2 separate regions of the Sus scrofa genome follow, and region 1 is linked to region 2. The links are chromatin contacts, called in public HiChIP or PLAC-seq maps. All regions are on one chromosome and are shown on one strand. Each heading gives the region's core, a stretch centred on a gene start, on an enhancer-like site or on the middle of the called end of the contact. The rest is flanking DNA. Distances are from core to core; before and after follow the strand shown. Region 1 overlaps MNT (max-binding protein MNT). Region 2 overlaps SMG6 (telomerase-binding protein EST1A).

The links. HiChIP or PLAC-seq counts read pairs in DNA pulled down with a chosen protein or histone mark.
Region 1: a contact with region 2 is called in an H3K27ac HiChIP or PLAC-seq map of alveolar macrophages. The contact joins two enhancer-like sites. A contact is called at or near these places in 1 of 47 Hi-C or Micro-C datasets (epiblast stem cells) and 1 of 2 datasets of contacts at active chromatin or transcription factors (alveolar macrophages).

What each region holds. Positions count from the first base shown.
Region 1 is chr12:48,465,886-48,472,632 of Sscrofa11.1, forward strand. MNT (max-binding protein MNT) reads right to left here. Exons shown (of 6, transcript XM_021067616.1): 6 at 3,345-6,747. The coding sequence ends at 6,156. Among named protein-coding and RNA genes, the nearest start is that of MNT, 17 kb to the right of the region's middle. Within about 2 kb of position 2,311, at least 32 of the 83 cell types and tissues checked have an H3K27ac peak or open chromatin away from gene starts, as enhancers often do. A contact at or near this core is called in alveolar macrophages, where this site is marked.
Region 2 is chr12:48,198,472-48,205,802 of Sscrofa11.1, forward strand. The region is part of intron 13 of SMG6 (telomerase-binding protein EST1A); the gene reads right to left. LOC110256076 (a long non-coding RNA gene) reads left to right here. Exons shown (of 7, transcript XR_002337311.1): 1 at 1-1,091; 2 at 3,620-3,676; 3 at 5,081-5,166; 4 at 6,158-6,360. Among named protein-coding and RNA genes, the nearest start is that of HIC1, 34 kb to the left of the region's middle. Within about 2 kb of position 1,325, at least 40 of the 83 cell types and tissues checked have an H3K27ac peak or open chromatin away from gene starts, as enhancers often do. A contact at or near this core is called in alveolar macrophages, where this site is marked.

The DNA.
Region 1 (6,747 bases), core at 1,061-3,560, 270 kb after region 2:
AGAAATGCAAACCAACCACAATGAGCTATCACCTCACATCAGAATGGCCATCATTAAAAAGTCTACAAATAGGAGTTCCTGTGGTGGCTCAGTGATAACAAACCTGACTAGTATCCATGAGGACGCGGGTTTGATCCCTGGCCTCGCTCAGTGGGTTGAGGATCTGGTGTTGCCATGAGCTGCAGTGTAAGTCGCAGATGCAGCTTGGATCTGGCGTTGCTGAGGCTGTACTGTAGGCTAGCAGCTGCAGCTCCAATTCAGTTCCCTGCCTGGGAAGTGCCACATGCTGTGGGTATGAGTGCAGCCCTAAAAAAACAAAACAAAAAAAAAAGTTTACAAATAGCAAATTCTGGAGAGGATATGGTGAAAAGGGAGCCCTGCTACACTGTTGGTGGGAATGTAAATTTGTGTAGCCACTATGAAAAACAATATAGAGGAGTTCCCGTTGTGGCGCAGTGGTTAATGAATCCAACTAGGAACCATGAGGTTGCAGGTCTGATCCCTGGCCTTGCTCAGTGGATTAACGATCCGGCATTGCCGTGAGCTGAGGTGTAGGTCACAGACGCGGCTCGGATCCCGCGTTGCTGTGGTTCTGGAGCAGGCCGGCGGCTACAGCTCCGATTCGACCCCCAGCCTCGGAACCCAGGCCCAAGAAAAGGCAAAAAGACAAACCCCAAAACAATATAGAGTTTCAGTCTCCTTTAAAAAAAACAAAAAATTAAAAACTGAGTTGCCATATTACCCAGCACTCCCACTCCTGGGCTTTTTTTTTTTTTTTGTCTTTTTCTAAGGCCGCACCTGCAGCCTATGGAGGTTCCCAGGCTAGGGGTCTAATCAGAGCTGTAGCTGCTGGCCGATGCCAGAGCCACAGCAATGAGGGATCCAAGCCACATCTGTGACCCATACCACAGCTCATGGCAACACCAGATCCTTAACCCACTGAGAGAGGCCAGGGGTTGAACCCACAACCTCATGGTTCCTAGCTGGATTCATTAACCACTGAACCACGACAGGAACTCCCCACTCCTGGGCTCTTATTCAAAAAGCTACATGCACCCCAATGTTCCTAGCAATTCATAGCACTATTTACAATAGCTAAGACATGGAAACAAACTAAATGACAGATGAATGAAGAAGACATGGTACACATATACAATGGAATACTGTGCAGTTATAAACATATTTACAAAACAGAAACAGATTCACAGACACAGAAAACAAACTCATGGCTACCAATGGGGAAGAGTGAGGGAGGGATAAATTAGATAAATCCTGTATCTGGGATTAGCAGATACAAACTTCTATATATAAAATAGATAAACAATAAGGTCTTACTGTATAGCATAGAGAACTTACATTCAATATCCTGTAACCATAATGGAAAATAATATGAGAAAGTATATATATCTGAATCACCTGCCGTACATCAGAAAATAACACATTGTAAATAAACTCTACTTAAGCTTTTAAAAAAGGGAGTTCCCATCGTGGCGCAGCAGAAACAAATCCGACTAGGAACCATGAGATTGTGGGTTTGATCCCTGGCCTCGATCAGTGGGTTAAGGATCCGGAGTTGCTGTGAGCTGTGGTGTAGGTCACAGACGCAACTCGGATCTGGCATTGCTGTGGCTGTGGTGTAGGCCGGCAGCTGCAGCTCCGATTTGACCCCTAGCCTGGGAACCTCCATATGCTACGGGTGCAGCCCTAAAAAGACAAATAAATAAAGAAAAAATTAATAAAAAAAAATTCTCTCTGCTGTGACTCTTCCTGAAAGTTCACCAAAGGCCCCTGGTTAAACTAGCCTGGAAGTGGCTGGTTGTGCACACGTTCCCACCCCTTCTCTGCTCCACCCAGAAGTGCTGGCACTTCCAGGACCTTGGCTGGGCTTCTAGGGCCAAAAGGAATCCCACAGCCAAAATGCTGGGTCTGCCAAGGGCTGTATGTGGATGGTAGCAGGAAGAACCAGTAGGATGCTATAAGCACCATCTCAGGGAACCCCCCAACCCACGAAGTAAACCTTCCTCTTTTAAAAAAAGAGCAGGAATATTCCTCAGGTGTTTTGTTTTCTATGACCCAGACCACAGGCCCCTCTTGCAGGTTCTAGCGGAGTCAGGGGTAGGACTATCTTTTGCGTGCAGGGAGGGGAGTTTCTGTCCACCCTTAAGATGTGGTGGTAGCCCTTAGGCAATACCAAGTCACCACTGCCAGGGGCGTTCTTCCTCTGAATCCAGGACTGCACACACTGAGGCAATGTTAACCCTAACCGCCTTCTCCAAATTGGAAGGAAACGCTTGCTTCCTGGAGCCACCAGCAGAGGGAGCCAGAAGCTCACAGATGAAAGGAGCTGGCACCACTGCGGGTCCTGGGGAGGAGCACTGAGCAAGGTCTTCCGAGGAACCTGGAGGCATTGAAGGCCAAGACTCCCTTCTCTGGGGATGACAAACCCCACCCCACCCCCAGGAAGAGAAGCGGAGTCAGTTTCCCTGGCTACAGCTGGGAGTGGGGCTGGTGTCTGGGAGTTAGAGAAGCATCCAGGCTGGTCTAGAGCTCAGCCCAGCTAACTGCCAGACCTCACTCCCTCACCTCCCCACCTATCCGCCTGCTAAGTGGCTGGTTTCCCCTAAACTGGGGAGAAAAGAGGTCACTATAGGGACAAAGGCCTTCCAGGCCCAGTTTACTAGACCAGAGTTCTTTGACCCCTGACCCCTAACTTCTTCCTCTTCTTGTTCCTTCCCCCGAAAGGACAGCCTTATGGACTCCTCAGACAACCTAACTACAACCCCAGAAAGGTCTCCCCTCTCAGGGAACTCCTGGCCCTTCTGTACACAGATCTTGCAGCTTTCCCACTGGAACTTTCTGGAGTTCAGGATGCTCAACTCCAGGGCAAGGTGGCATGTGCCTGGGGACAGCTCTGCACCAGCTGAGATGGGACGGCAGCTCCACAGGGTCCCAGGCTGGCCCTGTGACCTTAACAAGTCACTCACCCACCTTGAACCTGTTTTCTTATCTGCTAGGTCTTGGTCTATTTACTTCACCAAGCTGTTAAAAGACGAAACAAGATAGCGTTTATAAAAATCGTTTGAGGAAGTATAAAGTATTGCGTAAGTGTGAGGAAACCCAGAACCGCAGTTCTCAGAGCTCAGAGGGCTGAGCCTTGGGATCAGAATGGGAAGATCCCTCCTCTTTTCTCTAAAAGCAGCCATCCTGAAAGCTGCCTGAAGACCGTGCCCCCAACTCCCCAACAGGGAGAGGATACCGCTGCTTCTTGCTGGAGGGTCTTTCCCTAAAAGTCTCTCCTCCTCTTGCAACAAAATGACCCAGATGCTGCAGATGGCAGCTCCATCTCGGGTTTCAGTGCAGGTTTATTTCAATTTTATATTTTATTCCAGGCAAGTGCTTATTACATGGAGAGTATTCATGTCTCAATACCTAAAGTCTTGGAGCATGAACAGCCACTAGAATACAGTTCAATAGTAAAAATACAATATGTACAAAATTAGGGTTTTTGTAGTTTTGTTTTTTTTTTTTCCCACACAGCAGATGTATCCAAACACATAAAAATCTCTACAGTCTGGGGTCACTACGATTTATATTTCAGGAAACGGAGACACAGTGACCGAGTCCTCACTGTAAACAAGGGCCACCTCTTTGGGGGAGCGGGGGTGGGACCCTGGGATGGGGGGAGAAGCAGCTGTTCCTGGAGAGAGCAGGGGGTATGGTGACCCCCTAATTCCCCTTCAGGAATCCCCTGCCCTTCTTTGGCCCCCCAAGGAACCAACCTCCCCCTCTCCCCGAGGTAAAGACTCCCAGCCAGTGAGCCACTCTGAACATCCAAAAGTAAAACACGCATGAGAGGTAAGATGTGTGTGTGTGTGTGTGTCTGTGTGTGCGCACACGCACGTCCCCCAGGCTGGAAGGGCTAGGGAGGGGAGGGGCAGGCGGTCCCACAGGGCGAGGACAGATGTGGTCCTGACAGCTCTCAGAGGGGAGATGCCCAAGGAAGGGCTGGGCGGGCTGCCCTCTCGGGCACACAGCATCACAGCGTTCACAAATGACAACAAAAACAACAGCAACAACACCCTTTGTCACCAATCTGGACATAGTCATTCGGCACTAGATTCTGAGGTCCCCACTGCTGCAGTGGGGGCGGGGAGGGGCAGGGGCAGCGGGCGGATGAGGTATCTGTGCAGGCCCGAGGGGTGACTGGCTAACAGGACAGTTTCAACTCTGGAACGGACTCAGGTCGCAAGGTGAGCAGAGCCGAGAGGAGGGTGGGCTTGCCAGTGCTTCTTTGTTCCGGGGGCCAAGCCTGCCCTGTCTCCCTCTGCTCTTTCCAACATAACATAACCACACTGGCAAGAGGGAAACCAGCCTGCCCCACGACGGGGCGGTAGTGGCGGTGGCTGCAGCGCAGGAAGGTGGCAAGCTTGTGAGGTGAGAACTGCACCGCGGGGGGCGTACAGGACCCCCTCCTAGAAACCATGAAGGTGTCCATTGGCCTTCCCTTTCCCCACATGGGGAAACAAGAGAACAGTCCCCAGGACCAAGCAGGAACTGAAAGGGAGTTCGTAGGCGGCTCCTCTATTCAAGACCTTCGCCAGCTGCCTCCGTGTCCCACAGGACCCCTCCCGCCCCCAGCCCCCAGCCAGTCCATGCAAACTTCACAGGTAGGAACACTGGCCTCCCTCTCCACACACACTCTGAAAGGCTGTCGGTGAGTGTGTGCCCAGGTGGGGAGCCGAGTGTGCACGTGTGTGATTGAGTCTGACTGACACAAGGCCACTTGTAATAAATACCCACATAAAAAGAGAAGCCAAAGCCGTGTGCCGAGGCAGAAGCAGGAAAAGCAGCATCCCCTACACACAGGGCCCCTCGCTCCTCCCCACTCCAAGCTCAGCCCTGCCCCGGGCCCAGCTAAGGACCTTCTTCACAGGAAGGCGGTGGCACGGAGCAGCCTCCACCAGGGAGAGCACACTCAGCACAGCACAGTCCACTGGACAAAGGAGGGAGGGTGTTTGGGGAAAAGGTGCTGGAGTCGGACAAGCCGGGGCAGAAGCAGCAGTTCCTCCAGGTCTGGCCCTGCTCCCTCCCCACAGGCCCCCAGGGCCAAGCCCCCCACTGATTTTACCATCCTGATTACCTCAACAGGGGGGGGCTTCAGGTTCCTGGAACCCAGACCAGACGCGGGTCGCCTCCCAGCAGCAGGAGGCATCCAGGTGTACTCAGCCCTCCAGGGAGCGCACAGCACTGAGCAGAGGCCAGGCCTCCTCTCTACCTTCTGGAAGCCAAGAAGCAAGTCCAGGGATGGGGACAGGGTCCGGAGCACCCTCCTCTCAGTCCAGACTCCCCCGCTGGAGGTCGTGGGGGGTGGGGGGCACGGGGAGACAGCCAGGCCCCTCCTCCTTCCCCACCCCGCCCTCCTGAAATCAGGAGCCCAGCAGCAAGGGCGGGCTGGGGGGAACAGGAAGCTTGGCAAGGGCTTACTGTTGACACAGAATCCTCTTAACTAGTTTGTCGTAATGAGTCACGGTGACGGCACCTAGGATGGAGAACCCCAGGCTGGGGCACCCACACAAGCCATATCCTAGGATTTGTCACCTGTTCTCAGAGCAGGGGCCCTCTTAGTCCCTGGCTTTCCAGCCAAGTTGCTTCAGTTCTGCTTCCCCCCATTTCCCTCCAGAAGCCTGGGAAAAGAAGGCTGAGGCTCGGGAGGGGAGGGCCCAGGCCCTCAGCCACCTCACCAGACAGAGCAATAGCAGCAGCAGCAGCACAGGAAGGCGGCAAGGCAGGGGAAGCGGGAGAACACGACGTCCACATCGCACCGGGTTCAGGGGACGGGTGGGAGGCAGGAACGCACTGGAGCTGGCACCAGGCCAGACAGGCGGCACGTTCACCAGAGCGGCTCTCATCACTCTGTCAAGTCCTAGTGCAGCGGGGTCACCCCTGCCCTGTGCCCAGCTCCCCCCCGCCCCGGGTGGGGGGGGCCCTCCCTCCCTTGGCTCAGAGTCTCTGCACCCCCTTCCCCTAGGAGGCCTGGGGTGGCTATGGGTGGGGCGGGCCTGGGCCTGGCTGGAATGTGTGGAGCTGGTGGGTGGGAGAGTGGGGAGCTGGTCTCCCTCCCTGCCCCCACTGGGGGCCTCTAAGTGGCCTCATCCTCAAGCCAGCTTGAGCGTGCTGACCGGGAAGGAGGGCATGGTGACCATGGTCACAGGGTTGAGCACGGTCTGTCCCACCAGCTGGGGGTGGTGCACCACCTGAGCCCCCACGGCTGGCTTAGCCATGACAGTGGCCGGGGGCCCCAGCCCGGCCGTGCCATTCACTTGCTGGTGTGAGAGGGTGTGGGCGATGTGGCTCACCGCCACAGGCTGGCTCACCGCCACGGGCTGCGGGTACAAGGGGAGCTGGGAGCCAAGGTGGGCCACGTGGTTCAGGGTGGCAGGGTGCACGGTGATGTGGCCAATGGGGGGTGTGGCGGGTGCCAGCTGCACAGCGGGGCTGGGGGCCGAGGGGGCAATGTGGGCGATGTGCTTGCCACCCGGCCCCTGCAGAACATGGTTCACAGTCTGGATGACTGAGGCGTGGGTGGTGGCGGTATGGGCGATGACCGTGGAGCCTCCCCCAGCCGCGGCCACCAGATGGGCTGGAGCGGGCACCAGCGTCTGGGCTGGGGCAGCTGGTGGGGGAGGAGGGGCCGGCAGAGGTGTCTTCTGCTGTGGCGGCGGCTGCTGCCCAGGGAGGTGGGCAGGA
Region 2 (7,331 bases), core at 75-2,574:
GTCACCCAGGGTTTTGGAAGAGTATCCTCTCCTTTGTGATACAACTAGCGGGGAGGACAGCCAAGGGTGTAGAGTCTCCTTGGCTTTCAAAGTGCACTGGGGGTGTGAGGGACAGGCTTGAGCTACTGAGGCGGTAGGGAACTGAGAGGCATCAAGTCTAGGGCTTGTCCAGGGGCAGAGAGAAACCTTCAGCCTCCAGCCTGGTGGCCGGTGTGCTGAAGCATTCTGCTTTCAGGTGGGAGGAAATCTAGCCCCATGGGGTAGATTTCTCCTAAACAAAGAATCCAGCACTTGAGCTGGTGGTGGTGGGGAGTTTAAATATGTTAAGAAGGGACATCACCACAGAGGAAGCCACCCACAGAGAGCCGATTCCGAGATGATCTTGGGCCAAGGAGGGCTTTCTGGTAGGAGAGGGGTTAAAGCTAAGGCTCCCTACTTGGAGAGGAGGAGTCCAGATGAAGTCTATGACATAATCCCCACAAGAGCTCTGTTCATGAGTACATTTTTCCATTCTATATCAATGAAAAACAGAGAATGTAAGTGGTATGTACATTGTAGCTCTGGGCAAACTTTAGACTCTCTAGAGGAGAAAGAGCTGGGCAGGAGAGGCCTCCTTCCCAGGCTGTTAACAGGTGGGGCTGGAGGGGGCCTAGAGATGAGTAGAAGGTTGCTGGCCAGGGAACACCCTGGGGCACATGAGACTGGCACCTTCTCAGGGGCAGGCATGGTCCTTCTCGAGGGACTCACTGCGCAGGGGATCACCAGGAGCTCCAAAGTTAACGGATGGAATGTCTCACACAAACCAGTCAGAAAACTGGAAAGAAAACTGGGGCTCTGGGTCAGGGAAGAGGCGAAAGAAAGGCACCCAGAGAAAGCCCCTTTGCCTTCCCCTGAAGACCATCTGAGGCAGCGCGCCCCATCAGTGGGAACTGAAACCTCTAGCCTCAGGGTTCCAGCTATCACCCGGATCAGGTCCACACGCAAAGAACCAAGCAGAAAGGAAAACTGAAAGTGAGATGTGGCAAGGCGATACGGCAGCCCGTCCTGTCCCAGGCTCAGTTCCTTAGAGAGAGAACGCGAGCCTGCACAGGGTAAGTGGAAGTGGAGCTCGGCGGAAGGTTAGGTCTTGAGGAAAGCAGGAAGAAACCTCAAGGGCCAGAGAGAAGAGGAAGGCAGGCTGGGCTACCTGCCTGGGGTATCTTAGGTGGGGTGGAGGATAAGCCAAGAGTGGTGCACTCTGAAAACTGGCAACTGTCTGTAGCCACTTGGCAGGGGACCAGCCCAGCCCGGGCAGAGATGCCTGGGCAGGAACAGAAAAGGAGATCTAAGCTGTCTTATGCGGTGGAGGGCCAGAGAGAGAAAAGGAACTGAGCACCACACGCCACGGACGGATGTAAAGTTGTAAGACTTAACACGAGCCACAGGGAAGGGAGAAAACCGCGGATCCAGCCAGGGCCCAGGAGGAGGGGTCGCGTGCTGGCCCAGCGCTCTGGATCCAAGTCCAGGGACAAGGGACTCCTCTGTCTTTACTGCATCCCTGTTTTCTCCAACAGGCCTCCTGGAAGGCTCGAGCATCACAGTGGCTGGTTAGATTTTGCAAAATTTCTTTTTCTGAACCTTTGGTTTGGGGGAGTCAGAGTTTAAATGTGCACTATCAGCCAGTTCTACTCTTTCTGGTCTTAAAAAGTCCTGCTTGCTACTGCTCCTCTGGTTACAGAGAAAAATCACATGGGTTTTCCCCTACAAACTCAAGTTTACAGGTTGTTTTTCTTGTTTCTCTAAATGGAGCCAATTATTCTCACATTTGTTGAAACCTTCAATCAAACTTTATAGCTTGTTAATTTTACAGAATGTCCTTAGAGCAAATAAGATGCAGACAGAAAAGTGAAGTCTTACAGATTATTAAGAAACCTTAGCATAGCCTACAAATCCACTACCAAGGCTGGTAAAATACAGGATGCTTGGCTGGCTTCTGAGGTCAATTAGCAATGGGTTAATTATCATCTTTAACGAGCCAAGTCTACAGGACTGGCTATAAGAAACTGAATTCAGACTTGAGTGTATTCCCAAACTAGGAACCTCTAGTTATATGCAGTCCCTCACAGGAGACTGAAGGGTGGGCAGGACAATTCCATCGTGGTCAAGGGTGGGTCAGCCTGCGAAGAGGTCTGCCAATGTGAGTTCATACACAGGGAATCCTCTGGAGCAGGAGGACAGTGGAAACGGTTTATTCACATTCCTAAGGGGAGGGGTTTCCAGGCAGGAGGAAGCTGGCCATGAGGATGCACAATCACTCTGAAGGCAGAGGCAGTAGCTCAGGAGCGAGAGACGGACATCCCCAGCCTAGCTGAATCAGAACAGACTGTGACTGAACTGGGAGAGGGCTCACGGGTCAGTGGGGAGAGAAAGGACGAACCTGGCAGGCGCCAAATGACAAAGTGGACAAGGCGAAAGGCATGGGTCCTTGTGCCAGATGCAGATCCTGACAAACCCCGGGCATCCAGTCCAAAGGCATCCACTCAGTCAGGGGGTGACTCACCCCCATCCCTGCAGCAGCAGGACCTCATTCCTGCACAAGACAGCTAAGCACAGGCCTCTCCCTCAGTCACTTTTCTTTTTTGTCTTTTCTGTGCCTGCGGCATATGAAGTTCCCCAGCCAGATATCGAATCCAAGCCACAGCTGCAACCTACGCCACAGCTGTGGCAATGCCGGATCCTTAACCTACTGTGCCAGGCTGGGGATCGCACCCATGCTGCCTCAGAGACCATGCTGGATACTTAACTGGCTGCACCACAGAGGGAACTCCCCTCAGTCACTTTTGATCCCCTGGTCCAGACCCAGCCACCCCTAGCCCCACAGTTGGTCTGTGCTAGTTGAGGGGTCAATGGGTCACAAGACAAAACGCTAACATCATCAGCCACCCCACCCCACAGCAGCCACATCATCCCACATGGCTGGTCCCAACAGCTGTTTTCTTAGTGGAGGCAGCGTGAGCCATTACCAACCAGCTGGCAAGGCAGATGCCTGTTCAGAGTGGATGGCAGCCTGCGAGCTCCCCCATACCTCTCCCTACCCCTGGTGTGTGTACACGTGTGTGTAGGTGTGTGAGTGCACACAGGCCTTAAATTTCCCAGAGAAGTGTGGGAACTGGCAAATGGTTAGGGGGGAAGATTTGCTGGTGGCAGGGGTGGAAGAGAGGCTACTCCCTTAGTTTTACTGAAGATTCCAAAGGGTAGGGGTACCTGGCTACTGCGAGGGAGATTATGTTCACACGGGAGGAGAGTCAGGAGAACACAGGTGTGGAACATACACTGGTGGGGAGAAGGTACAGAAGGAAAAACAGGTCCATTCTGGAAAGAGGCAGGGAGAGGCAATAATAGGGAGTTGGGTCAAGGGCCTGGCCTTCATAGTCAGAGAGACCTAAGTTCAGGTTTTAGCTGCCAGTTCCTAGCTGTGTGTCCCTAGACAAGTTACTTAACGTCTCTGAGCCTCAGCTCAAGTTGTTTAAAAGAGATAATGCATATCAAATATTTAGCAAGGTGCCTGAACCCAGAAAGTGCTCAGTAAATGAGTGACTGTTATGTTTTTTCCTCTCTGCTGCTGCCTCATTCTGCTCAGAGGCAGGAAAGGTACTCTGCCTGACACCACTAAGACTCGTGGAAGCCAGACTCAGAGGTAAGGAAGGAAGTGTGGGGCTGGCATGCAGCCTGGGGCTGAGGGGAGAGGCCCTGGAATGCTCACCTGGCTGTGGAAGCTGCTGAAATAGTTTATTCTGAGCTAAGGTGTTGGAGCCAGGCTGTTGGGCAAACCACATGGTAGAGAATGGGCCCGGCCTCTCCGCAGCTGCCCCTCTTCCTATTCCCTAAAGATTCCTGGACCACAGGCACACACGCACTCTACAGGACTCCGGAGGGGCGGGCCCCTAGGGCCTGGGCTTTAGCACATGCACGGCACTAACGCACACATCAGAAATAAGATCCCGTGACCACCACCACTCCCTAGCCGGTCTGGCCCCGCCACACTGGCGTGTGGGTGGTGGCTCTGCGTTTGTTAATGGTATCCTCTGTAAATGAGACCAGCTGGATCCTCGCTCTGGCTCTTTCAATACCAGAGAAATGATGACAAAATCCCCCCTGTGGCATTTTCTACCCACCTGAATTCCTGAGCTGGGACATTCTAAAGAAAGTCAGAGAGGAGTCTGGGCTCTCCCGGGAAGAAGACAGCTGGCCCTTCTTGAGCTGTTCCCTCACGGAAAGAAACTATCTTTTTCTGGAGCTCTGAGCTCCGGCTGTACGAGCAAGGTGCATTCTCAACAGTGAGCGAGTCGCACAGTGCAAGCTATAGGCAGCGGGAGCTCGGGCTGCAGTCCAATCCGCTTCCCCGACAGCGTGCTCTGGGAGCAGCCGCCCGCACTGGCAGGGGCTGGGGCGGATACTGGCACTGCCAACACAAGCCTTTCAGGTCTGGCTGGCTTCAGCTGGTCTGAAACCTGGAGCACAGGCGCTGGGGCCCTCACTTACTGAACCAGCAGGGGAGGCTACGAGCTCAGCCCCTGGGGAGGAAAGGCCTGAGTCCGTCTCAGGCTGCAAATATCCACACACAGTCTGTTTCTACACTGCTGGTTAGCTGTGGGCTGGGAGCAGCGTATCTCACGCTCTGGTTGCTCTGAGCCACTTTCCTACTTGCCTTCCAGACAGCCAGGATCAGCGCTCCTTGGGTCGTGCATAGGCTCCTTCACCCAATTTGTTCCTGGTCTTGTTTACTTTATGTGTGGGTGGAAGAATGCTGAGACCTGCCGTGTTCCATGCGTCCAGTCAATATCCAATTCAACACACACTGAACTAAGTGCCTAGTGTGTGCACTAGGCCATTCCAGACCCTCAAAATGTGGTAGGGGGGATGGGGCATATGCCGAACAGGTGCATCAAAGACTCCTCATTTCAAGAGAGAAATAGGCACCCCCCCATTACCTACAGTACTCAGGAGGGCAGAATTCTCCTCCCTCTAGGGAGAGGAAAAGGTAGCCCAGGGAGAAGAGCTCTTTGTAGCGATGGGGGCACTGCTCCTTTATCTCTTTCAGGCAGATGCGTCCTGAGGAAGTCGGATGGAGCATCCTCGGGCTCAGCCTTGCCACCGGATAAAGTCCCAGTCTCGGCGCTCTCCGTGGTCCGTGCACGCCCTCCCCACAGCACATCCCCTCTCCCTTCTCCCTCCCCACTGCACATCACCCCCCCAAGCACACCCCTCTCCCTTCTCCCCCCACCACTGCACATCACCCCCCCCCCAACTGTACATCACCTCTCTCATCTCGCCGTTAGTCCCTAAGCCCCAACTCCAGGCCCAGGCAACCGTGTTCAACATTCCCCTGTGTGCCATTTGCCCCCTTGGTACTTCTGAGACTTTACAGATTATCCCCTGAACCTACAGGGCCTTCACCTTTATGCAATTAATTCATATCCTTGCCTTCCTTTAAGTTTGATAAAAAATCAAGATGTCTTTGTCCAGCCCACCGGCCCACAGGAGAGAACAAGGCAGACGCAGCCCTTGACGTCACAAGACGTTGGGGCCACAAGGGATTCCACAGCAGCCCGACACCAACTCCTTCCCCACCCACGCCTGGCCCTTCAGCTCCTACAGGCTAGGCCTCCTCCGTCAACACCTCCCTACTCAGAGGCCGTGAGTGAGGCACCCATCACTCAGAGCCACCCTAAACCTCTGCTACGACATCACCCAGTGACCAAGCCTTTCGGAATAGGTTGTAGGGAGAGGATTCAAGACCCTGGGGAAGCTTTTAAAATCGTCATCACGTCATGTTTAAGAAACACGTAATTCTTATTATCACCTACTTAACATCTTTTTCCCTATTAAGTTCCAGGCCTGACCATGAGGTACGAGAGGTCGTTCCTGTCATGAATCTACAAGGGGGGGGGGGTCCCTGCCTAACTAGGAACTCATTCCACTTCTGGACTTTTCTAATTGGTAGAAATGTTTATCCCTTTTAAGCCCAAATATGCCTCCTAGTGCTTCTAATTCTGTTCTCTGGGGTCACAAAAACTCACTCTCTTACCCGACTGGCCTTAAATTTTTTGAAGTCTGCTGTGTTATACCTTCTCTAGGCTAAACAGTCCCACTTCCTTCCACTGTGCCTCATTTCAAGGTCTCCTCAACATCCTGCTTATTCCTTCCACGAAGACTTTCACTGAGACGGATGTGGCTCCTGGAGAGCGTGCCCACGTGTGATCTGGCGGCAGAGAACAGAGCACACAGCTCTCCCTCACTCGGCCCTGGACACCTCGACCCTGCGAAGAGGCCGAGACGGCGCGGGTTTTATTCTTCACCACTTGGCCCTCATGACATGTTGTGAGCTTTTATCAACAGATTCCCCAAGGAGTTTTCGCACATGTGGCTACTTGCTACCTCCCCCCACTGCGTGCAAACCCTCCACTGTTCCTCCCATGACGCCCCTTCGCTGAGGCCTCCTCGCGCTATAAAACCCTATTGTTTAGTACTGTGCTGCATGTTACGTGTCGTGCGCAGCTGAGTTTTTCCTGATCAAGTAGGATTTTACATGTATTCATATTTGATTTCAGGTAATTATTTACTCCTCATTGTAGCCTATCAAGTTCTCTTTGAGTCCTTAACCTGTCATTTGAGAACGGATTCCCTCTCAAGTTCATGACATCCATAAATTTAATCTGTTTTGATCTGTTTATGCTTTGCAGTATCTTTCTCCCATTAAGCGGTCCTGTTTCCTCTCCTAAGTAAGACTCTTGAGGACAGGCACTGTAATTTGTACATGTGTGTGTGTGTTTATTTAAAGAAAAATGTATCCGCAGCACCTAATATACACTATGGGTGGTTGGACGATGTGGATGACTGACCACACGTGGCTGATGGCAGCCTCAGGACCTGAGGACAATTCCAGAGGACATCGTGATCACGGAGGGGGCTGCCAGCCGCTCTGTACACTGAGCATCAGGCTCCTTGTATTGTCCAACACCAACACCCTGGACCCTTGGAGATGCCTTTTCTGCTTTGGGTGGTGTTCTCCAGGGAGGTTTGGGCTCAGTAAGGGATGGTGCTCTCTTTTGAACAGGCTGCCTACAGAGTTTCTAGTTTGAAATAAGAGACCACTAAAAGCCAAGCTCTGGGCATGTCCTGCCTTGTCTTAACTGCAGGCTGTTGCCCCAGGGCAAAGCACAACATACCTCGGCAAGACGCGAGACTTACTCTCTTTCAAGCACTGATGGCTGGAGACAAGGACAGGCTTTGCTAACTAAAGTTAACTAGCTAAAGTTTATTTATAGTTTGGTAAGGTGTAAGTAAGGCAA